3 separate regions of the Zea mays genome follow, and all the other regions are linked to region 2. Evidence: chromatin contacts called from public Hi-C data. All regions are on one chromosome and are shown on one strand. Each heading gives the region's core, a stretch centred on a gene start, on an enhancer-like site or on the middle of the called end of the contact. The rest is flanking DNA. Distances are from core to core; before and after follow the strand shown.

Region 1 (4,254 bases), core at 1,405-3,904, 150 kb after region 2:
CCTGTCTTGTACTTGTACGCTTATCTACACATTGAATTCCCAGCGTCTCCCCCGCAGCACGGAGGGGGGATCTTCTACGCGCAGCATGGCGCCATGGCCGGCCTTGCCGCGCCCGCGCCACGGAGCTCATCGATGACCGGGGCCAGGTCGCGCGGGTGCACCTCCATCCGGAGCCCGTGCTTCATGAACAGCGTCAGTGACATCTTCTGCTCCACGCGGTGGCCCCGCGCGACGGCCAGGCGGTGGCGCAGGAGCACGCTGCCGGCGATGTTCTTCATCTGCAGGTACGCGAGGTCCTTACCGAGGCAGATCCTCGGCCCGGCGTTGAACGCCACGAACCGGTACGAGTCGTGCGGCTCGAACCGGGTGCCGTCGGCGGACAACCACCGCTCGGGGCGGAACTCGAGGCAGTCCTCCCCCCACACCGTCTTCATGCGCCCGGCCGAGTAGATGGAGTAGGTCACCGACGACCCCGCCGGGACGAACGTGCCGTCGGGGAGGTAGTCGTCGGCCACGACGTGCTTGGAGTCCTCGGGAACGGACGGGTACAGGCGCAGGGTCTCCGAGAGCGCCGCCTTGAGGTAGACCAGGCGGTCCAGCTCCTCGAACGTGAGTGGCGACGCCAGCCACAATGCCGGGTCGTGGGAGCCGCGGGACGCGGCGAGCGCGGCGCACAGCTCGAGTACGATCTGGCGCTCCACGTCCGGGTGCGTGGACACGAGCCAGAAGAACCAGGAGAGCGCCACGGAGGAGGTGTCGCGGCCGGCGAGGATGAAGTTGAGCGCCACGTGCTGCAGCGACTCGTCCGAATAGGAGCCCTTGCGCATGAACCGAGACAGCAGGTCGTCGTGCGCCGGCGCGTCGCACTTGCCGTTGCCGGCGAGCTCAAGCTTGCGCGCCTTGATGACGGCGGCGAGGTACTGGTCCACGTGCGCGACGCTGCGGGCCAGCGTGCTCTCCATGCCGAGGCCCAGCCACTTCTTGCACCGCCACAGGCACTCGGGGAATATGAACCGGTTGAGCGTCGCCTCCGTGGCGCGGTCGAACGCCGTGGCGAATGCGTTCTCCGGCAGGCCCGGCGCGAGCGTCTCGGGGTCCTTGCCGAACGCGAGGCCGCAGATGTTGTCGAAGGTGAGGCGGAGGAGGAGGTCCTGGAGGTCGACGTGCGTCTTCTCGGTGGCCGCCTCGTCCAGGATGGGCAGCAGCCTGAGGTGGATGGAGCGCGACACCCAGCGGGACATGGCCGTGCGGAGCGTGCGCGTGGTGAACTCGAGCGCGGCCGTCTTGCGCTGCGCCACCCACGTGTCGCCGTCGGAGTTGAAGATGCCGTCGCCGAGCAGGTCCCGGAAGACGGCGTGCCAGAAGGGGCCCTTGGGGTAGTTGTCGAAGCGCGCCTTGAGGACGTGCTCCAGGTTGCGAGGGTCGCACGTGACCGTGACCAGCCCGCCGCGGCGCGCCACCCCGGGCACCGCGAAGATGCAGGTCTGGTAGGTGCCTCCCGTGCGGCGCAGGTTGCCCACGATCCACTCGTGCATGTCCTCGGCGTGCTGCACCAGCCCCGGCAGGCTGCCGAGCACCGGCCACACCCGCGGCCCGCTGAGCCCCCGCGACAGCCGCCAGAACCACGCCATGTACGCGGCGGCGGCCGCCACCAGCATCACCCACGTGCTCACCTCCATCGTCGGCCGGCGATGGATCAGCAAGCTGGCGTACGGTACACACAGCACCGATGGATCGAATCGACGTGAAGATGAAGCTGGCTGTGGCTAGCTAGCTAGCTAGTGTAATGCAGTAATAAAGTGACTCCACATGGAGCAAGCAATGACGATGGGAGGTGACGGATGGCAGAATGCTGCAGGCGAGGTTTTATAGAACTGGTCGGATCGAGCTTGCACAGTTGAGAGGGATGGTGATTAATTGCTGGCACAGTACTGTACGTACACACACTACTACCACTACTATACTCCCTCCCGGAGTCCCCTAGCTCAAGCTGCAAAGCTTTCCTACACTACAGGCAACAGGCAAGGCAACGACCAGCGTGTAAAAAAACTGCCGTTCCTGATGCGGCAGCAGCGTACGCGTGCGTACTGTACATCACATGTACTGTGGACGGGTGATCGAGCATCAGCAGCTGATGAACGAAAGCAAAACACTTCACCGGCGAAGGCGAAGAGGCGGCCGGTTGGTGGCGGCTAGTAGGCGGTGGAACGAGAAACGGCACGGGCGGTCGCCCATAAATTGCCGCCGGGGGACGTTCGCTGGCCGGGCCGCGCGCGGCGTCTTACCCGCCAACAGCTGGCCTCCGATCCGCGGGCTCGATCGCACTGGCCAATCTGCCGCGACGTCGCGCAACTAACCGTGCCAAGGCCATTGAATGCACGGCCGGGGAGGCATTGAAGACGAGCGAGCGCAGCTAGCTGGAACCGGCTTGGCTTGTCGTACAGCACGGGGGATCCACCGATCGATCGAGGATGGCGCGAGTGGACTCAGTGGATCCGAGACCGACCGATCAGTGTGGTGGAGCTAGATAGTAGTGGCACTGTAGAAACGCGACCGCGATGCAGAGGTGGAGTGAATGCTAGCTGCTGCTTCGCCTGGTTGGCTTGGCTGGCTGATCCGGAGAGATGAGGTAGCAGAAGCATGTGGCGTGCCATCGAGACGGGCTTGGACGAGACCTGTGGCATAAATAGATGGCCGTGGAGCCGTGCCGGCGTACGCCCAGGCCCGGGCGGCGCCGTGTGTTTTGACCATGAGGTGGTGTGGGTGTGGGAGGGAGAAGAAGATGAACGGGGGAGGATACGTTGGTTGGGCTCCCGGCTGGAGTTCGCAGTAGTTTGGTGGTGTTGGGCGAACGGCCCATACCCACGAACGTCTGTTGACAACTTGGCTTGCTTCAAAATCCTCAGCCCAACGCATCGTGCGTGTTTAGCTACAACATGTCAAATCCGGGATATCGTCAGTCGTCAGCTTACACGTTCTTACCTACAACACAAGCATGCCAACAGGTATAGTTGGTTAGAGCGTCTTTAGCTAACTGGATGTTTGTTGAGGGGCTAATAGATCGATCGATATGTATGGTGATTATGGTTGGACTAGTTGACCAACCAACCCTAGCAAGTAGCAAGCACCACGGCCTTAAAGTAGTCCTTGTCATCCTGTGGGGTCTTGTAACTCATTTTACCTAGGAGCGCGCTATGGCGGCAGTTCGTGGTACTACTATGACATGGCAGCACCTGAATTGCAAATGAATCGATGATGCGGCCATCTATCTCTATTTCTGTAAAGCACTAGTTTCGTGTGTCGTAGGATATCATCTAAGTCCAACACGATAAAAAGTCACACTAGCGCAGCGCAACGCTTCCATATAGTACCATCTCGCTAGCTGAAGAAGGACGAGAGAGCGAACGAAATATAAAAAAATGAATCCAAACTCTTTTTTCAACTTATACCTTTCTCGAATTTTTTGCTAAGATAAAGTGTAATGTTTATTAGCTTATTATCTAATATGTATTATCTAATATGTGGACTATATGTTCACTTTAACATTAAATTTAGTTTTTATGTGTATTTTTTAGAGAGGGTCCACCATATGTCCTTATGTGTCGCTTAACCGTTGCACTGCTGATAGAATAGAGTCTGGCCTACCCTAACTGATACTATCAAATATAATTATTTGTTATCGTAAAGCACAGATATTGTACTAGTTTGCATGTAAAGTTTGAGTTCAATAAAATTTTGTGTGATCAGAAAAAAGACTAGTTTTACAATGAATGTGTGTGGGTTTGGGGGTGGGGTGCGAAATTTAAAGGCCCCGGATAAACAAAAAACCCAGCACTAGCCCGTTTAACCATGGGCCGCACAGCTGGTGCCCTACCCGACTGCCCGTCTAGGGATGAAAACGGACGGAAACAGACGGAAAAACCTCTCTCCCGTTTCCGTATCCGCATTTTATCATCGGAAACAGGATCAGGTCCGGAATAGTCGGGAACGGAAACGGGAGCGGGATAAACGGAATTGCGAAAACGAACGGAAACAGAAATACTAACGGAAACTCATAATTTAATACAAATAGAAATGTTATTAATGTTTGACTAGTGATTGATTGGCAGAACAATAACATAAAACAAATAGATATAGAGAGGCAACATTCTATTGTTGTTTAGTTACTAAATGTGTACATTTAGCTACATCCGATGTTGTTTAAGACTTTAGATCACTTGTCATTTGAAAAGAGCCGGTGGTTACAATGGCCAA
Region 2 (3,802 bases), core at 798-3,297:
TGTCTTTACCATGTCTACGACTACTTCGTGATTTTCTGCTTCCCTTTTGCTCATTTGAACTTATGAGACGCTGAAATGTGTCGATGAGGTTTTCTTTGGCAGACTTTTTCACTTCTTTGGATGAAGATTTTCCCCACCATGGTGGCATACTTAACACAGATACGATGATGATTTATCTATGTACTCATAGGAAGATCTTGAAGACTGATCAGCTACAATGCTATGAGCCTATGACAATTTAGAAATGGTGAACATGAAGAGGACTTCAACAAAAACCCTCCAGCACTGCAGTAGTTTGGTGGACCAACAATGAACCCTCCACAGAGTGCAACACTGAAATGTGATTTTTTTTCCTGTTCTTGCTTCCTCGTGTGATAAAAATTTCAACTTAGTGTCATCTCCACCTCAAAGCCTGAAACCATATCCAAACATCAGGTGCTATCAATAACAATAATGGAGCACTAAAACAAAATATTATGACAATTTCTTAAGCTGACTGCAAGCGAATGTTCAGTTTCAGATTTTCAATAAATCGAGTAACCATTTCGAGTAGTGTGCTCTAAAAACACACAAATGGAAACAATTTACTCAAACTATAATAGGCATCATTTCAACGGTTTGCTGGGATCATATAGAAATCAAAAGAAAAGATCCGAAAAATAGCTTTTCTTCAATCTTGTAACATCGTTTTTCATGAGAACTGCTTACATGCAAAAGGGTAAAGTACCAGGAAAATTTATCACGATGTTGACCAAAAAATTGCCCACGATACTAACAGCCATATGGACATAGTATCTAATCAAAACGTATGCAAAAACACCGGGCATATGATATGCAGGTTTCTTTCAGAGCTTTCACGCAATAACCATTTTGAATGGGTATGGTATGTGCTGACGGCATAAAATATGCACAATCCAATATGCACCATTCCGATTGGTGGCATAAACTACCAAGCCAACTTGTTCTGAAGTATCCAACACTAAGAATACTGATATAACTCAGCTAAGGCCCTGTTTGTTTACCTTCTAGATTATATAATCCAGCTTAAATAAGTTAAGACTTAAGAGGCAAACAAACAACACATTTTATTGGAATGGATTATATAATCTAGGTACCTAGATTATGATAATCCATAAGCAGGTCATTAGGTGCTTATTTTAGATTATTGATTGGCTTTTTACTCACTAATAATTTGTGTAAAGAAATATCTCTAATAGGATTATATAAACTGGACTATATAATCCGGATTATATAATCTATATGAAATAAGCTGGATTATATAATCTGCAAGGGAACAACACAAGCCCTAACTTCTATACCAATTGGAACTTATGCAGGAAATGACAAGATACAAACTTCGGAGATTTTTGTGAAATCAATTACACTCGAGCCTTTGGATACCAAATCCTGTGGGGCCAAGTGGCACTGATCATGCCCGGAAGAACCCCAGGATAATCGAACTATGGACAGACTAGAATAGCGCAGCAGATAGTAAACAAATCCACAGGTGGTTGAGTGTAGATAAAGCAAGATTCCGAATTGATTACTCACAGTAGCAGCATTAATATGCGCCGCACAACGATACGAACTCCGAGCACAATCTATCTACAAACAAGTTCGGATTACGTACCAGCAAGACAACGAAAGCAATCCAAGCCCTTGTGGATCTCCGCTCCACCCCAGGTCCGGCACCACTAGAGCAGGCAGCAGACGAGACGGTGGAGGTGGGCGCCACCTCTCAAACGGCGAAGACGTCTGTGGAAGCAGACCTGCCCTACTGCAGTCGGCCGCCTGCAAGCGCCAAGGTCGCCGGCGACGAGGCGCAGCAAATCGCCACGAAGAAAAAGCACACCATGGACGACGAGGTCCGAGGCGAAATCGGGCGGGCAGGAGAGACCCGCGAGCGTAGGCAGGAGGAATCTGGGGGGTGAGGGATCGGAGAGGGACGCGCGAGGGGGGTAATGCAGGATGCAGGGGGCGGGGGAAAGGGGGTGGAAAGGAGACGACGACGGGAGCGGGGGAGGATGAAGGGGGGGCAGTTATTGTTCGCCTTGTCTGCTGTGTGCTCCGCAATGCTCTTGTGCGAGTGAGGTGGGAAGGGCCAAGGGGACTAGGGGAGTGTGCGTGTTCCGCGCCGCGCCTGTGCTGTGACGGGACGGGAGTGAGGAGGGAAGGGATGGTTGGTGGTGGTGGCGAGAATCTCGTGCGGTTCGGAATCCCTGTGGGCTGTCGTGCCGTGGTGGGGTCCGGGGCTGCTGCTCAAACCTCCTTGTGCCAAAATCCGAGCTTTAACTATGGTGTTGCACTGCATGTGCTGATGTTAACCTGCAAAGCGGCTCAGCCGCGACGTCTTGCCGAGCTGCCGTCACACTTTGCTGTGTGCAATTACGGTAGTGGTTTATACTAATACTTAGTACAATGTTCATACGTTGCAACCGAATTTTTTTATTTTAATTCTTTTTTCAAAAAAAATCACGTTTAAACCTCTGAACGACTTATTTTATGTTTTGTACCTTTTGCTCTGTGTCATAGTCTATGACGTCAAGTCAACATAGCTCGACACCATAACCTATAGCGCCGAGCTTTGACGTGGCAACGACGGTGAGGACGAAGAGGTGCCAACATAGCCCGGCTAGGGCTTTAGACGCGGGCCCGGCTTCTCTTTCCCATTCTCTTCCCGCCGAACCCTCACTCTTACAGTCGCCTCCCCGCCGCACGTCCGCCCGCCCGCAGCGCCGCAGCGTCGCTCCGGCTCGTCCTCCGCCCTGGCTCATCCGTCATCCCAACGAGCACGCTCCCCACCGAACAGCCACGCCGCGCCGCCCCGGCGAGCCGCCCTCCGCGCTCCGGCGTCACAGGTAGATGATAATTAGATTTTTTGTATTTGTGAAACTGTTTTCATCTATGTAATCTAAGTTAGTTGTTTCCATTACTTATATATAGGTATATACAATTCCATTAAATTGTTTTCATTAATTGCTTCATTACTTATATATAAGTATATATAGGTTCCATTAAATTGTTTTCATCTATGTGATCTAAGTTTAGTTACTTAGTTTAGTTATATAGTTTATTTCGTTTTGCTTAGTATATTTAGTGAATATAGTTAGAGCTACTTAGTTGTTAGTGAATATAGTTTGATAGCTACTTAGATGTCAGCCATCGTGTTATTTTCTATGTTGGAAAGTGTAGATGTCAGCCATCTTGTTGATCGTTTCTCTATAGGTTTTAGAAACCTCGTTGTGTAGGGGAGGTGCTGCAGAATATTTTTTTACTGAGGCTACTATGTTATTTTTTGTAGATAGGAGGTCGTCCGATTCCACCACCTCCGCCGCCGGTAGCTTGACTACACCGCGACCTCATGTATACCTGTTTTCACACAGTATTAATCGATTATATAACTGCTTGATGTGGTTAGTTGTTTCTTAGTATATATAGTTAGTATTAAGTATTTAGGCATTAGTAGATTAGTAGATGGGGATAATATTTAGTTAGACATTAGTTGATAGTGTTAGTCAGGTATCATCTTTAATGATTATTGAGTTATAAATCTATGTGTGCAATAGATGGACACCCTAGTGACACTATACCATGGAGGAAGTGTGGAGGAAGATGTTTATGGGAATGTTAGTTTTGATGGAATGGAGAAGGTGATGGTGATGTTCGATGAAAGGCCCTCTTTTGGCCAGATTTTCGCTTGAGCTTGTGAGGAGTTTAGTTGCAATTTAAACGGCCCTGACATATCAATTGAGGGTTTATCGTCTCATGTTGCATCTGGAACAGTATTCCAACGATTGATCTC
Region 3 (3,726 bases), core at 680-3,179, 200 kb after region 2:
AAACAAGTGTTTCAGGAGTCATTTATAAAACCATGGAAAAACTTTAGATAAAATTCCCATGAAATTAGTGTGATCTCTGAATATGTTGGCAGTTTTAAAAATGTTGTCTCCAAGCAACTTAGGACATTAACCTGTTGTGCACTCATGCAAGGAACAGAGCACTCAGTACTACTGGTTCTTAGATAAATGGATTAACACCTAGTACTGCAAGGAACAAAGCACCCGTGCATACCTGTTGGCAACAAAGCCTTCTGCTCCATCACTATGCATTCACTTTTGCATTGTTTTTTTGGCACTGATAAAGAGAAGTAGGCATTTATGTTATTTTTGCCACCATTTGCAATAGGGCAACGACTGCTATGCAAGCAGTCCTTCTGTGCAAGCGTGCAAGCAAACCATCTGATCCGTTAGATCGTGATCCAACCGTAGGTCACATTTAACACTTAAACCCTTCCACCACTAGCTCAATAATCTTTATAAAAAAAACCCATAACAAATCATGGTTGTATCTGTGGTTGGATCGTAATCTAACGGATCAGATGGTTTGCTTGCACGCTTGCACAGAAGGACTGCTTGCACAACAATGGTTGCCCTATGTTCTAGCTTTACTCGTTGGCCAATTTACCAGTTGCAGGTACTAACAGTACCAGGCTACCAGCTTTGACTATGTGATTTCATTACTTGTTGTATTTAGAAAAATCTAATATTATGAAGGTCAACTTTCTTATTTTACTGAAAGTCTAAAATACACTACCTATTAACATATTAGTGCCTGCTCAAGTGCAGAAAAATGGTCAAAATCTTCCTTGTGTTGTCTTAGCAATGCTTTAGCACTCCATATATTCTATTATAATTAGGCAGGGTTGGAGAAGAAATGTGCATCACAGGGAATATCTATGGCACTTTTATACTCACCTTCTTGTGTTTCTTGTTTGCAGCCTACATAAATCTGGAGTTTGAACACACGACAGGTGATATGCTTATCTTTTGTGGATGGACTGTTTGCTTTGCTTTGCTAGATGGACTGTTCGCTTGGCTTTTGCTAATTGAATTGGAGCTACACTTGTAGTTTGGTAAAGTATATATACATAACTATGCGGATTGCGTTAGCTAGAATATGTCTTCGGTGACAATAGACTCTAAATTTTACACTAAAATTTAAGAATCCGATTGGGTTATAATCAGATTCTATTTATATTTATTATTGAACTAAAATTAATTTAGGGCCCTAACAAATTATGGAGAAACATTTGGATCGTGATCTATTATCATCCCTACCAATACCATGTACATACCTCCAGTTGTGGTGTTTGACCCTACGTGCAGACCTTGTCACCTTCTTTTGGATCGATTCCCAGTTGTATGGGCTTGTGCTAAGACAAAAAAAAAACACTTGCAACTTTACTAGAAATTATGGTCAATCTCTCTTTCTCTGTGTTTGCTTTGATTGTTGCTCTAGCTATTTGTGGGAAATTCAAACTTTAAAGTATAAATTGTGGTGAATAATTTCTCAAACCCTCTGTGTGTTTTCCCTAATGCTGGGTAGGGCGCTCGAAAGGACGCCACCTGATCTAGTTCTATTATTACGTGAGACCTGTTACCGAGTAAAAGAGGATATTCTAACTAAATTTTTTTGTGTGAATCTAGAGTTGCCGTAAGCTAAACACTTTCTGCGGTAAATTTAGATTCACTAGTTTTGCCATCAATCTCATATCGAATTCAATTCTTCGCCCGTACTCTTTTAGTTCTTTTTTAGTTTACAGTTAGTTTTAAAATAAACTACTAGACAACAAATATTCGAGGTAGCAGTAAACAGCCCACAAGAAAAGCCGATTCCGTTTCCGCCCGTCCGCTACACGAAGCAGTCTTGGGCCCGTCTGCTTGTGCCGAACCAGGTACTCAGGCCCGATAGGCAGCACTAGCCACTAGTACTGCTAGAAAAATATTACTGCCTGTTGTTCCCAAGGGCACCAATCACCAATCGATCAAGGGGAGAAGGGAGACCGAGCGGCCGAGGAAGATGGTGCAAGTGTGGGCGGTGTCCCTGGCGGTGGCGTCGCTCGCCATCGGCATGCTCGGGGTGCTCGGCGTCTGGCTCTGCTATCTCTTCGACGCCGTCGCTCGGGGCCGCGCTCCCCGGACGCCGCCGCCCACGCCCCAGACGGCGGAGGAGAAGGAGGAGGAGAACGGCGGCAAGAATGGGCTCGCGGAGGCAGAGCTGATGCGCCTCGGTGGGGTCACTGTGCTAGAGTCCACGGACAGAGAAGAGGAGGCGGCGGCGCTCTGTCCGATCTGCCTCGAGCCCATGGAGCCCGGCCGCGCCGTGCGCGTGCTCCCCGGATGCAACCGCGCCTTCCACAAGGACTGCGTCGACAAATGGCTTGCCATCTCGCCCCGATGCCCTATCTGTAACATCTGGGCTACGCCACCGTCTTCGCCTGCGGCCTCGCCTCTGGCGCCCAAGACCGGTTGGGATTCTTGACGTCGGGGCGGCGGGTCATCTCTGGCGCCTGGCGGGTGAGTTCTTGGTCCTTGACGAGTTCTTTGGTGGATTCTGACCATCGATCAAGAAGCCTTCTCGATTGAATCTCCCCGGATTCTTACTTCTCGAGAGCGATTCTTGATGAATCCTTGGCAGTAACTTGATCCTGTGAAGGATTTCTTGGATGGGATTGCATGTACATCGACTCAATCCTCGAATTCTTACTCGAAAGCAGTAGGTTTTGTAGGTTCCAGTCACAGTTCTTGTAACAGATCGTCGCATTTCGACGGATTTAGACTTCTTCATGAGCGAAGTGAATAAAAAAATGAGGTTCATAGTCTCGGAGATACAAATAAAGCATAATTTTCCTTCAGGGATTGCAATGTCTTTAATGTGTCATTGGCAGAATGAGTGAATGAAACTGTGAATTTCTGCACCTCCGATGATGCAACAAAGGTGAGTTTTTGCACTCTGCAAATAAACTGTGAATTTCTCCGTGAGTTTTCAGTACTGGGTTGATGAATATTTGAGATCATTAGTTTATATTTCCATTGTCATTAGGTTACTGATTATGTGTTTTTAAAGTTAGAAAGCTTGGTTCCTATCATGCGGCAAACTATTACTTTTAGTAGTACCCTAGAAGAATTAATTCAGCTATATTATACTTTTGGTTGAATACATGGTTATTAGGTCCTCACAAGTGCTTTAGTTTAGAGCCTGGTTTCAGTTCTGCAGCAAATATTTTCAAGTATCATAGTAAATGTAGTTTGATCATCAAAGAATCAGTTGAGTTCAAGAACATTTTTTCTGGCTCCGTTGTTTTTGTTACCCGGTGTGTTTTATTACCCAATCAAGCTATAAGGCTCCGTTTGCTTCCTTTAGTTTATGGACTATTAGTTAGAAGACTAAAGTTTAGTCCATATCATGTTTGGTTTTAGGGACTAAAACTATTCAAAACACATTAAATTAATCATAAAAGAAAAAGAAATAAAATATCCCTTAGCATTATCTTGTCATTAGTGCAACTGAAATAAAAGATGGACACAATGTGGAATTTATATGGTTTAATTCCATTTAGTTATTCTTTGAGGGACTAGAGACTAAAACAGTTTAGTCCATGTTTTAGTCTCATCGTTTGACAATTTAGAGACTAATCTTTAATCACTCAAAGTTGACCTAAATTGTAGTCTAGTCCATTTTACTTGCACCTTGCAGCTAGCAGGCTGTACTAATTTAGAAGATTT

What was found. A called contact is a pair of places that touch in the nucleus more often than the background predicts.
Region 1: a Hi-C map of leaf shows a contact between it and region 2, with 7 times the contacts expected there. The contact joins the promoter of LOC100501810 here to the promoter of LOC100194169 in region 2. A contact is called at or near these places in 22 of 25 Hi-C or Micro-C datasets (bundle sheath, ear, endosperm and 6 more) and 2 of 3 datasets of contacts at active chromatin or transcription factors (leaf and seedling).
Region 3: a contact with region 2 is called in a Hi-C map of tassel, with 1.9 times the contacts expected there. The contact joins the promoter of LOC103627525 here to the promoter of LOC100194169 in region 2. A contact is called at or near these places in 2 of 25 Hi-C or Micro-C datasets (ear and tassel).

The regions. Positions count from the first base shown.
Region 1 is chr5:197,827,796-197,832,049 of Zm-B73-REFERENCE-NAM-5.0, forward strand. LOC100501810 (cytochrome P450 86A2) reads right to left here and starts at 2,655. Exons shown (of 1, transcript NM_001352346.1): 1 at 1-2,655. The coding sequence starts at 1,679. The coding sequence ends at 75.
Region 2 is chr5:197,680,570-197,684,371 of Zm-B73-REFERENCE-NAM-5.0, forward strand. It overlaps LOC100194169, which reads right to left and starts at 2,048. Exons shown (of 12, transcript NM_001359418.1): 1 at 1,631-2,048; 2 at 1-412. The coding sequence starts at 148.
Region 3 is chr5:197,882,043-197,885,768 of Zm-B73-REFERENCE-NAM-5.0, forward strand. It overlaps LOC103627525 (putative RING-H2 finger protein ATL71), which reads left to right and starts at 1,930. Exons shown (of 1, transcript XM_008647819.4): 1 at 1,930-2,919. The coding sequence starts at 2,021. The coding sequence ends at 2,482.